Linked DNA regions of Sus scrofa: regions 1 and 2 are each linked to region 3. The links are chromatin contacts, called in public Hi-C and HiChIP or PLAC-seq maps. All regions are on one chromosome and are shown on one strand. The core of a region is the stretch at or near the end of the contact, and the rest is flanking DNA. Distances in the headings are between cores, read along the strand shown.

Region 1 (3,392 bases), core at 762-3,261, 280 kb before region 3:
CACTGAGCAAGGCCAAGGATCCAACTCGCAACCTCATGGTTCCTAGTCAGATTCTTTAACCACTGCGCCATGACGGGAACTCCTAAATAAAGTTTCTTAAAACTTGCCCATGGTCACACAAATACCATATGGTACAACTAGGCTGAACCTAGGCTTCCCGATTTCATTTTTATTATTTTTTTGCTTTTTAGGGCCAAACCCACAGCATGTGGAAGTTCCCAGGCTAGAGGCTGAATCAGAGCTACAGCTGCTGGCCTACGCCACAGCCACAGCAATGCTGGATCCTTATCCCACTGAGCGAGGCCGGGGATCAAACCCACATCCTCATGGTTCCTAGTCCGGTTCATTAGCCACTGAGCCACTAAGGGAACTCCTAGGCTGCCTCATTTCAAACTTCCTCCTCCTCCTACCTCTTCATCACTTATCACTTGGCTCAGTTAAAACATGAAGCAGCTCACAGGACACCACTGCTGACATCTCTCAATGGCTCCCCATAAGTTAGAGCGAAATTTCACCTTCTTCCATGGCCCACAAAGACTGACAGAAGCTGTCCCCCACCCCCTAACTCTGACTTTGCCTCTTGCCTCACCTCCTCTGCTCACTATGCTATAAAATACGCTGAGTGCTCTGATACGCCAGCAGTTGGTCCAGGTGCTGGAAACGGCACACAACCCCAACACAGACAAAAGTGCCTGTCCTCAAGGTGCTTATGCTCCCAGGTCTTCCTGCTGTACATTTTCCAAGGGGTCTGTACAGCTGCTGCTCCACCTATCTGCATCATTCTTGCTTCCTGTGGCTGGCTCTTTAGTCTTTGTTCAAATGTCACCTCTTAGAGAGCCTTTCCATATCTGATCCACTCTCAGTTATTGAGATCAAGACATACTAAAACACACACTACATTTGAGATTTCCTTTTTTCTTTTTTAAATTAATTTTAGTTTTAAAAATAATTTTACTGTGAAAAATCTTAAGTGTTGACTGCTTCTAAGTCCTGTCATTTAAATTCCAACAAAACCTGGATGGATGCCACAGAGAACATTATTTTCTTACAGGAAACATAGGCCAGACCATCCCAAAAGTAGGCAGGAAAGCATTTTATATTCTTCAAAGGAGAAGATTTTTAGGAAGGGGGTAGTAATCCATAAAGAAAATCGTCACGATAAATTAGTCTTGAGGAACTAGGGGAAAACAGGTTCCACACGCAAGATATTAAAAAGCAGAGTCTGAAGTGAGACACAATAAAGTTATTCCCATTTAAATAAATGGTTTTCATAAAGCTAATTATATACGACGTGGCCGACCAGAGGCAAGCTGATGTCGCCGTGACCAGCCAGGGAAGTCCTGGCCGGAGCCAGGGGAAATCAAGGTAGCTCTTTTTCCAGGGTGAACTTTCCTTGCTCTGCTTTCCCCAAAGGGAAGTCAGAAAATCTGTGAAGCGGCCACATAGGTTTAAGCTTTTTAAACCAGAGCTATTCCGGAGAGCGGGGCAAAGGAGGGCAGAAGTAGCTTCACGCCACACTTGGTAAGAAACTATCTGACATCGGGCCCAAAGACTCACATTAGCCCCTCAGAGGGAGAGGATGGGGAGAGAAATGGCACGCCCCAATTAGAGTCACCCTAGAGTCCCCAACCTCCAGTCCCCAACCGGAGCTCCTCCGCCGAAGCGCAGGGTCTGCCTGCTCCCGCGTGTCCCGTTTCGACCCTGATCGCTGGGCGCGGGCACCTCACCTGAGGGCTTGTCTGCAGCCATCTTCCCGCCTCGGCTCAGGTTCTTCCCCGCAGGTGGCGTGGCCTCCACTCCAGCTGCCCGGCCGACCGCTGTCCTGGACCTCGGAGGAAAAGTCTGCACCCACTCCCCGGGTTCCGGTCTGTGGAGTGGGCAGACGGCGGGCTGAGGAAGTGACGAAGGCTAGCTCGCGTAGTCTAGCAACAGCAGCAGCGTCTCCGCCAGGGCGGTGCCACCGCCTCCAGCCATGCCCGGCTTCCGCCTCGCCGAGTCCCCTGACACACTACTTCCGGGGGCCGCAGCCGGCGTGGGAACTGCGGCTGGTCCCGCCCCACGCTGGCGTCCCCGGCGCCCCGCCCCCCGCAGCGTGAGCGCGCGCTCCCGTCCGGAAGTACGCTCAACCGCACCTCTGGGAGAAAGCTGTGCGCTAGTGTTTGTGCTTGTCCTGGTTAGACTTCGTAAGTATCAGCCCTTTTGTCCCTCATTTTACGGAAAACCACATAACTGCACTTGACATCTAAGCTTAAGGCTAAGCTTAGCTAAGCTTAAGGCTTGCACTTGGCTTGTATACTCATTGATTTCTCACAGATCTCTGAGAAGGCACTGTTGCCCTTTCCCTTCCCCATTTAAAGTCAAAACAAAACATTTTGTTTTAGAAGTTTTAGATGTATATAAAATTGCAGAAATGATACATGGAGCTCTTGTGAGCGTTTTGAGTATTATTAAGTCACTACGACACATCTGTCACATCTAAGAAACCACCATTAGCATATTACTATTAATTTTTTTTTCAACTTCACCAGTTTTCTTTCTTTCTTTTTTTTTTTTTTTTTGGTCTTTTTGCCTTTTCTAGGGCCACTCCCTCGGCATATGGGGGTTCCCAGGCTAGGGGTCTAATGGCCTACAGCAGAGCCACAGCAATGTGGGATCCGAGCCGCGTCTGGAACTTACACCACAGCTCACAGCAACGCGGGATCGTTAACCACTGAGCAAGGCCAGGGATCGAACCCTCAACCTCATGGTTCCTAGTCGGATTCGTTAACCATTGAGCCACGACAGGGACTCCCATTCACCAGTTTTCAGTTACGGTCCCCTTTCTGTTCCAGGATCTTTTCCAGGATACCACATTAAATTTATTCATGTCTCCATAAGCTATTCTTTTTTTCCTTTTTACATCCACATCTGCAGCATATGGAAATCCCTGGGCTAGGGGTCTAAATGGAGCTGCAGCTGCAGGCTTACACCACAGCCAGGGCAGTGACAGATCTGAGCCACAAGGATCTGAGCCCCATCTGTGACCTACACCACAACTTGTGGCCAAGCCAGATCCTTAACCCACAGGGAAGGGCCTGGGAAGGAAGCTACATCCTCATGGACACTATGTCAGGTTCTTTACCTGCTGGGCCACTATGGGAATTCTTTCTCAGGCTATTCTTGGCTGTTATTGCTTCTCAGATTTTCCTTATTCTTTTTTTTTTTTGTGTGTGTGTGTTCTTCTAGGGCTGCACCTGTGACATATGCAGGTTCCCAGGCTATGGGTCTAATCAGAGCTGTAGCCACCACCCTATGCCAGAGCCACAGCAACTCAGGATCCAAGCCTCATCTGTGACCTACACAGCTCACGGCAACGCCGGATCCTTAACCCACTGATCGAGGCCAGGGATTGA
Region 2 (3,133 bases), core at 430-2,929, 290 kb after region 3:
CGGCCCAGAACAGTGTGTTGAAGGTCCCACGTTGCCGCAGCTGTGGTGTAGGTCAGAACTGTGGCTCAAATATGATCCCTGCCCTGGGAACTCCATATGCCGAGGGGTGGCCAAAAATGGGGGGGAAAAACCTCAAGGGAAGAGCAACTCATATCCCTATAAGAATGAGATAAAGGGATTTCTCCCTCACTTGACAAACTGCCTGTGCCCAATTATCTCTCTTAGAGCTTTTCTTCTGCCCACTGTACACTTATTCTCTGCAGGCCTGTTTATCAGACCAAAATAGCAGATGCCATGGGAGTTCTCCCGGAACCAAAGGCCCTGCCCCTTTCACATCCAATTCCAGCTGACAGCAGTCTCTAAAGCAGAGTTCTCCAGCTCCAAGGAAGGAAGGATTGAGGGAAGAAGGATGAAAGGTAGGAAGAGAGGAAGGAAGGGAGGAAGAGGCATTTAGAATTTGGCAGTCAGTCAAAAGATCTTTTTTGGGGGGGCCACACCCATGGTGTTAGAAAATTCCCAGGCCAGGGATCAAACCAGTAGCACAGCAGTATCAATGCTGGATCCTTATCCTACCTAGCCACCAGGGAGTTCCCCCAAAAGATTTTTTTTTTCCTTCTTTTTTGGCTACTCCATGGCATCTGGATTTCCCGGGCCAGGGGCCAAGGGCGAGGGGCCAGGGTTCAGATCCAAGCCTCAGATACAACCTAGGCCACAGCCCTGGTGATGCCAGATCCACTGTGCTGGGTTGGGATCAAACTTCCGTCCCAGCACTACAGAGACATTGCCAATCCCACTGTGCCACAGCAGGAACTCTTTTTTTTTTTTCTTCTTTTTAGGGCCACACCCATGGCACATGGAGGTTCCCAGGCTAGGCGTCCAGTCGGAGCTACAGCTGCCAGCCTACACCACAGCCACAGCAACATCAGATTTGAGCCAAGTCTGCGATCTACACCACAACTCATGGCAACACCAGATCCTTAACCCACTGAGCAAGGCCAGAGATCAAACCCGCAACCTCATGGTTCCTAGTCAAATTTTTTCCACTGTGCCACAATGGAAACTCCAGAACTCATTTTATTTTATTTTTTCTTCTTTTTTGTCAGAAGATTTTTAAAGGGACTGCTAGACTCTTTGGTGATGTGTGGGGCAGGAGAAACACAGGTAAAATATGGAAGGAACCTTCCGCAACCAAGGTACAGATCATTAGAGACGATAAAGCTGCATGCCAAGAGTGCAGCCAAAAAAAAATTTAGGTTAATTTTGTCTGATTTGCATCCAGTCTTCTCATTAATGAATATGAAACATTGCAGGTGAAGCTGGAATCCCTTTTCATTACGACACCACCCCCACTTCCCTCCGGCTCTGTGCTCTGACTTCAGCCAGCCTGATGAGTTTGGTCTGTGTCTTTCAATCTGTATTTGATAATTTTCGTACATAATTGTAGACAACGCAGGGTGTTCATTACGTATCTTTTCATAAATCAGCGACCCCTCAGCTGGCCATGGCTATTCTCACTGAATCTAGTGTCCTAGAACTCCAGAGCTGTTTCTCTCTAGGCAAGAACATAGCTTTTCTGGGGGCTGATGCAGATCTGTGGATGCAATGCGGCATCTCTGGCCCAGAATTGAGGGTGTTACTGAGGAAGTGAAGCGGGCTCGGGGGAATTTTGGTCCTGTGCATGCTTCCTCAGCTTAGAGCTGTCTTGGCTAAAAATAGCGGAAGCTGTTCACCATCTGCAAAGCACAGCTGTGCAGGCCCCTGTTTTGAAATGAAAAGAAGGTTAGCATTGCCGAGCATTTCCCAAGAACAACCTTTGCTCACTAGGCAAAAGGTAATGCAGATATTAACTGATAGAGAGTTTTCTCCCATGACCATTGCCGTGTGTGGTAGGAACCACCCTGCTTTATAGTCACTACAGGGCTTTATTCTTATTTTTGTTTTTTTGGCTGCGTACATAGCATATGGAAGTTCCCAGGCCAGGGATCAAACCCACACCACAGCAGTGACAATGACAGCCTCTTAACCTACTAAGCCACCAGGGAGCTCCACTAAGGAACCTTTTAGACGCATGTAGTTCCTTTGGCTGTCCCTTTAGGCATCCCTGTAATCACATCAATCTAGATTCTTAGTTGAAGTTGTATGAAGCAGAAAAGGAACTCCTTAAACAACATTAAGGTTCTCAGAGTTCCCATTGCGGCTCAGCGGTTAACGAATCTGACTAGCATCCATGAGGATGCAGGTTCGAACCCCAGCCTTGCTTAGTGGGTTAAGGATCTGGTGTTGCCGTGAGCTGTAGTGTAGGTCGCAGTCACAGCTTGGATCCTGCGTTGCTGTGGCTGTTGTGTAGGCCGGTAGCTACAGCTCTGATTCGACCCCTAGCCTGAAAACCTCTATATGCTGTGGGTGTGGCCCTAAAATTAAAAAAAAAAAAAAAGCAAACAACATTAAGGTTCTTACAGAAGCTTAGTGAGGGCCAAGGAGTTAAGTTTGGAGGCCATGTAACTAGGAACAATGCCCAATGCCCTACTCCAGCATTTCTTTCCAAAACTTATTTCTGTGACCCTCATCTGCGGCTATGCTTCCTTATAATATAAATATTTTTATAAAAGTGGTATGTGTATATAGGTGTACCTGTACATGTTACAAATTTCAAAAGGTAAGAGAGGATAAAAAGGAAAAAAAAAGTCTTCTTCCTACTACTCCAGTGGCTCACTTTTCCTTCACAGAGGTAGCCTTATTTTCAGTTCCTTATGCGTTCTTCCAGAGAAATGCTATGCATATATATGGGTTTATAGATTAGGTTTTCCCTATACAAATGATAGCACACCATATACCATAGAGTCTGCAACATTCATTTACCACCTAACACTGTATCTTGGAGATTATAAGTACAGAACTGCATCATATTTTTTCAGGAACCGTATCAGTTAGGCTAGGGTAGGTTAGGCCACAGTAACAAAGAACCCCCACTCGTGAGGGTAGCATTCCCCTGATACCAAAGCCAGACAAATATATCATAAGAATAGAAAATTACAGATCAAAACTCCTCCTGAGCACAGGCACAAAAATTCTAATGTCCTTCGACAGAGGAGTGGTTAAAGAAGATGTGGCACAATGGAATATTACTCAGCCA
Region 3 (3,394 bases), core at 803-3,302:
TGCATAACTGGGGCACCCTTCCACCTCAGGCCCCTCAGGGACCCAAGTGATGCCAGGAGACCTGGCTCTTTAGGTCAGGCTCTTGTGAGGTTCCAGATGGACATTCCAATAGGGTGCTTGGGACGACTCCCAGAAAAGAGAATGGGGAGGAGCTAGAGAAGGGGCCCAAGTGAACAGTCTTAAATGGTCTCGCTGTTGTAATATGACCATCCTGCAAAGGCGACTTCACTCCCAAGGGGTCTGCTCAAACCAGCCTGCAGTCATAGGGGGGTCCCCTGTGCAGGAAGAAGGTGTCAGAATCCTCTGGGCACACAGAGGAGCTATTCTCCAAGTCTTTGTTCTCTTTGAAACAACCAGATCATCACCTGCAACTTGGCACACGAATCACAGTTAAGAGGCTAGCTGAGGAGCTTAAATTGAAATGGAGGTTTGTCTTCACAACTTTGTCCATTAAACTCATGGACCAAGATGGAGGCTCTGATTACAATCTTTGTCCACCAAACTCACCATACAGCTCAGCTGGGGCCTGACCCACCCCCACCCATTTTTTTAAGGATGCGGAGGTAGGCTAGCCCCCTCAATTTGACTGATCAGACCGCTTAGCCTAAATCAAAAAAAAAAAAAAGAAAGAAAAAAGAAAAAAAAAAAAAAGCCTTGCTCAAAACCAACACAGCTCAACATAATTTTTTTTGTTAATAGCTAAAATGCCCCTACTTTCTAATTTTTGGTCCACTTCAATGCTCTTCGAGAAAAGGGAACTCAATCCCCCTTCCTTTCAGGTCTGGCCAAGCAGAAAACCAGAGCCCTCTGTACACACTCAGCATCCAGAGCAACAGCGCTGTGGATACTTGGACAGACCTCATCCCGCGCCCATCCCTGGGGCTGATGCAGCTGCCCTGGCCCTGGCTCTGGCTCTGTGACCGGGTGGCTAACCCACATCCCTTCCTTCACACCCCCTTTCAAAATTACCACTTCCCCGTCCACCATTCCGGCTGCAAACAGTACAATGAGTGGAGTCACAGAACAGCCCAGCTCAGTTTCAAAACATATCCAACAAACGGGAAAGGTGTTTTCCTTAAGATTTAAATATTTTAAGGAAGAAAAAAAAAAAACGGGAAGGGAGAAAACAGTGCGGAACAAGGGCTCAGGCCGGGAAGGTCTGCCCTGGTGGAGGTTCCTGCAGCTCTGGTCGCACTCGGCGCCTGGGCTTTCGTCCTGCCCGTCTCCAAAATGACCCCCAGTCTGGCGACCCCGGCTCCCCAAAATCGACGTTCCCCAGTGACCGCTGCCGTCCAACGGCCGCGAGACCCCCTTTGAAGCTTGACGGCTGCCGCACGGATGCTTTCTCTCCCCGCCCCGCTCCGCTCCGGGAAGCCAGGCCTTCGGACTCCGCGCTCGGAGGAGGAAGCCCCGCGGCGCGCGGCTCCAGAAAAGAGGCGGCCGCGGCCGAGAAGAGGTCGGGTTCCGCGGCCTGAGTGCCGCTGCCCGGGCACTCTCCCCTCCCGGCTCGGGTCCGAAGCTGCGCGGCCCGAGAAAAGGAAGGAAGACGCACAGGAACTTTGGCGGCGGCTTCGGTCACGAGCGGGCAGGCCCCTCAGAACTGCTGGAAACACTTGGGACCCCGGAGCGGGGGCTGCTGGAGCAGACCGAGTGGGGCGGAGTTCCAGCGCGGGAGCTGCACGCTCAACTCGCCCGAGGAAGCCCCCTCCGACTTGACTTGGGCGGTACGCTCTCCGCCGGGGGGGCGGGATGCTCCGGCGGCGGGCGCGATCCCTCCCCGGACTCTGCCCTCCAGGTCTCCCCGTGTGACCCCCGGCCCGCTCCCGAGCCTCTCTCACCATCTGCGCCACTTTCAGCAGCGCCGCGTGGGTGCGGGGGTAGAAGGGGTCCAGCAGCCCTTCCGACGAGCCCGCGCCCGGCTGCCCCGCGCCAGCACCGGGTCCCGAGGAGCTGCCGCTGCTGCACGTGGTGCGAACGAGCCCAGCTCCGTGCGACATTTCGCAGCCCCTGCCCGCCCGCCGCCTCCTCCGGCCGGGGCCGAAGGCCAGCTGCGAAGGGGCGGAGTGGGGCCGCGGGGCGGGGCGGGGCCGCGGGGCGGGACCCTAGCGTCCGGGAGAGGCGCTAGCGCCCCGGGCCCGCGCGGGGACGCTCACCCAGCCTCGGCGGGACCTGGCCGGGGAGGGCCCGGTTCGCGATCTCCGGAAAGGTGGCTGCACCCCCTAGCCCTCGGGGAGGCGCGGAAGTCGGGCTGGAGGGAGGAGGGAAACCAACGCCCTGGGCCGTGGCCTTTCCGAGGTGGGCGAGGCCCGGGCACAGCTGGGTTTGGGCCTCCTGGGATTTGGTGTGGGCGCGCCTGCGAATGTGTGCTAAGAGCGCTTGATTGAAGTGTAACTCGCATACACTGAAATGCCCAAACCCTCCGTGTTCAGCTCCGTTAATTGTTCTGTATGTGTACGTACACCTGTGTAACCCCCCCGCCCCAGCAACCAATAGAACATGCCAATACTTGTGCTTTCCCCCTTGTGTCACTACAGATTCGTGTCCTCTCTTCTCAGACTTGATATACTTTAAATAATACAGCAATATTCTCATTTGTGTCTGGCTTCTTTCACTCAGTACAACACATTGAGATGAATTCTGTGTGCCCAATAAAACTGTGGTGAATATTCTGGTGAGATTTTTTGGTGGACATAAACAAGCTCTCAATTCTTTGGATAAATACCTATGAGTGGGTTTGCTGAGTCACATGGAGAGCATAGGTTTACCTCTAATAGGAGCGGCCAGTTATCCAAGCCATGTTGCCCTCCTTTGGGGTTACTTTCATTTTATTTTTTGTCTTTTTAGGGCTGCATCCGTGGCATATCAAGTTCCCAGGCTAGAGGTTTAATTGGAGCTGTTGCTGCTGGCCTACACCACAGCTCATGGCAACACTGGATCCTTAAACCACTGGGCGAGACCAGGGATCAAACTGGCATCCTCATGGACACTAGGTGTGGTTCTTAATCCGCTGAGCCATAGCAGGAACTCCCTGGGTTACTTTTAAATTGAAGACAGGTGCAAACAGGACTACTGAAGTGAGATGTTATCGGTGTTCTCTTTGAGCAGAGTGTCCCTGTGGCCAATCTTGTTATTTCTCAAAAAAACTTGGAGATAATGCAAAAATCTCTCTCTAAGAGATCACTGGATGCCAGGGCTGTGCTGTCGTCAGGAGACTGTCTTGATGATTCTAGAAAGTGGAGATACTCATGCAATCTCTGCTTTGATAAGTTTCCCAGGTGATTCTGATAAAATCTCAAGTTTGAGCACCAGTCATTGCCAAAGTTGAGGCAGTTGGGGTTTCACTACACTATTTTCTCCACTTTTGTGTACATTTGAAAATTTCCAGAAGTTCCCA

Evidence for each region. Hi-C and Micro-C count contacts between places; a contact is called where the count stands out from the background. HiChIP or PLAC-seq counts read pairs in DNA pulled down with a chosen protein or histone mark.
Region 1: a contact with region 3 is called in an H3K27ac HiChIP or PLAC-seq map of alveolar macrophages. The contact joins the promoter of CNOT10 here to the promoter of CMTM7 in region 3. A contact is called at or near these places in 1 of 47 Hi-C or Micro-C datasets (embryonic fibroblasts) and 1 of 2 datasets of contacts at active chromatin or transcription factors (alveolar macrophages).
Region 2: a contact with region 3 is called in a Hi-C map of alveolar macrophages, with 4 times the contacts expected there. The contact joins the enhancer-like site here to the promoter of CMTM7 in region 3. A contact is called at or near these places in 10 of 47 Hi-C or Micro-C datasets (alveolar macrophages, embryonic fibroblasts, fetal heart ventricle and 7 more) and 2 of 2 datasets of contacts at active chromatin or transcription factors (alveolar macrophages and skeletal muscle).

The regions. Positions count from the first base shown.
Region 1 is chr13:18,648,344-18,651,735 of Sscrofa11.1, reverse strand. It overlaps CNOT10 (CCR4-NOT transcription complex subunit 10), which reads right to left and starts at 2,011. Exons shown (of 17, transcript XM_021071550.1): 1 at 1,728-2,011. LOC110256561 (a long non-coding RNA gene) reads left to right here and starts at 2,096. Exons shown (of 4, transcript XR_002338194.1): 1 at 2,096-2,183.
Region 2 is chr13:18,081,432-18,084,564 of Sscrofa11.1, reverse strand. No RefSeq gene overlaps it. Among named protein-coding and RNA genes, the nearest start is that of GPD1L, 43 kb to the left of the region's middle. Within about 2 kb of position 1,679, at least 13 of the 83 cell types and tissues checked have an H3K27ac peak or open chromatin away from gene starts, as enhancers often do. A contact at or near this core is called in alveolar macrophages and liver, where this site is marked.
Region 3 is chr13:18,370,829-18,374,222 of Sscrofa11.1, reverse strand. It overlaps CMTM7 (CKLF like MARVEL transmembrane domain containing 7), which reads right to left and starts at 2,052. Exons shown (of 5, transcript NM_001243922.1): 1 at 1,839-2,052. The coding sequence starts at 1,997.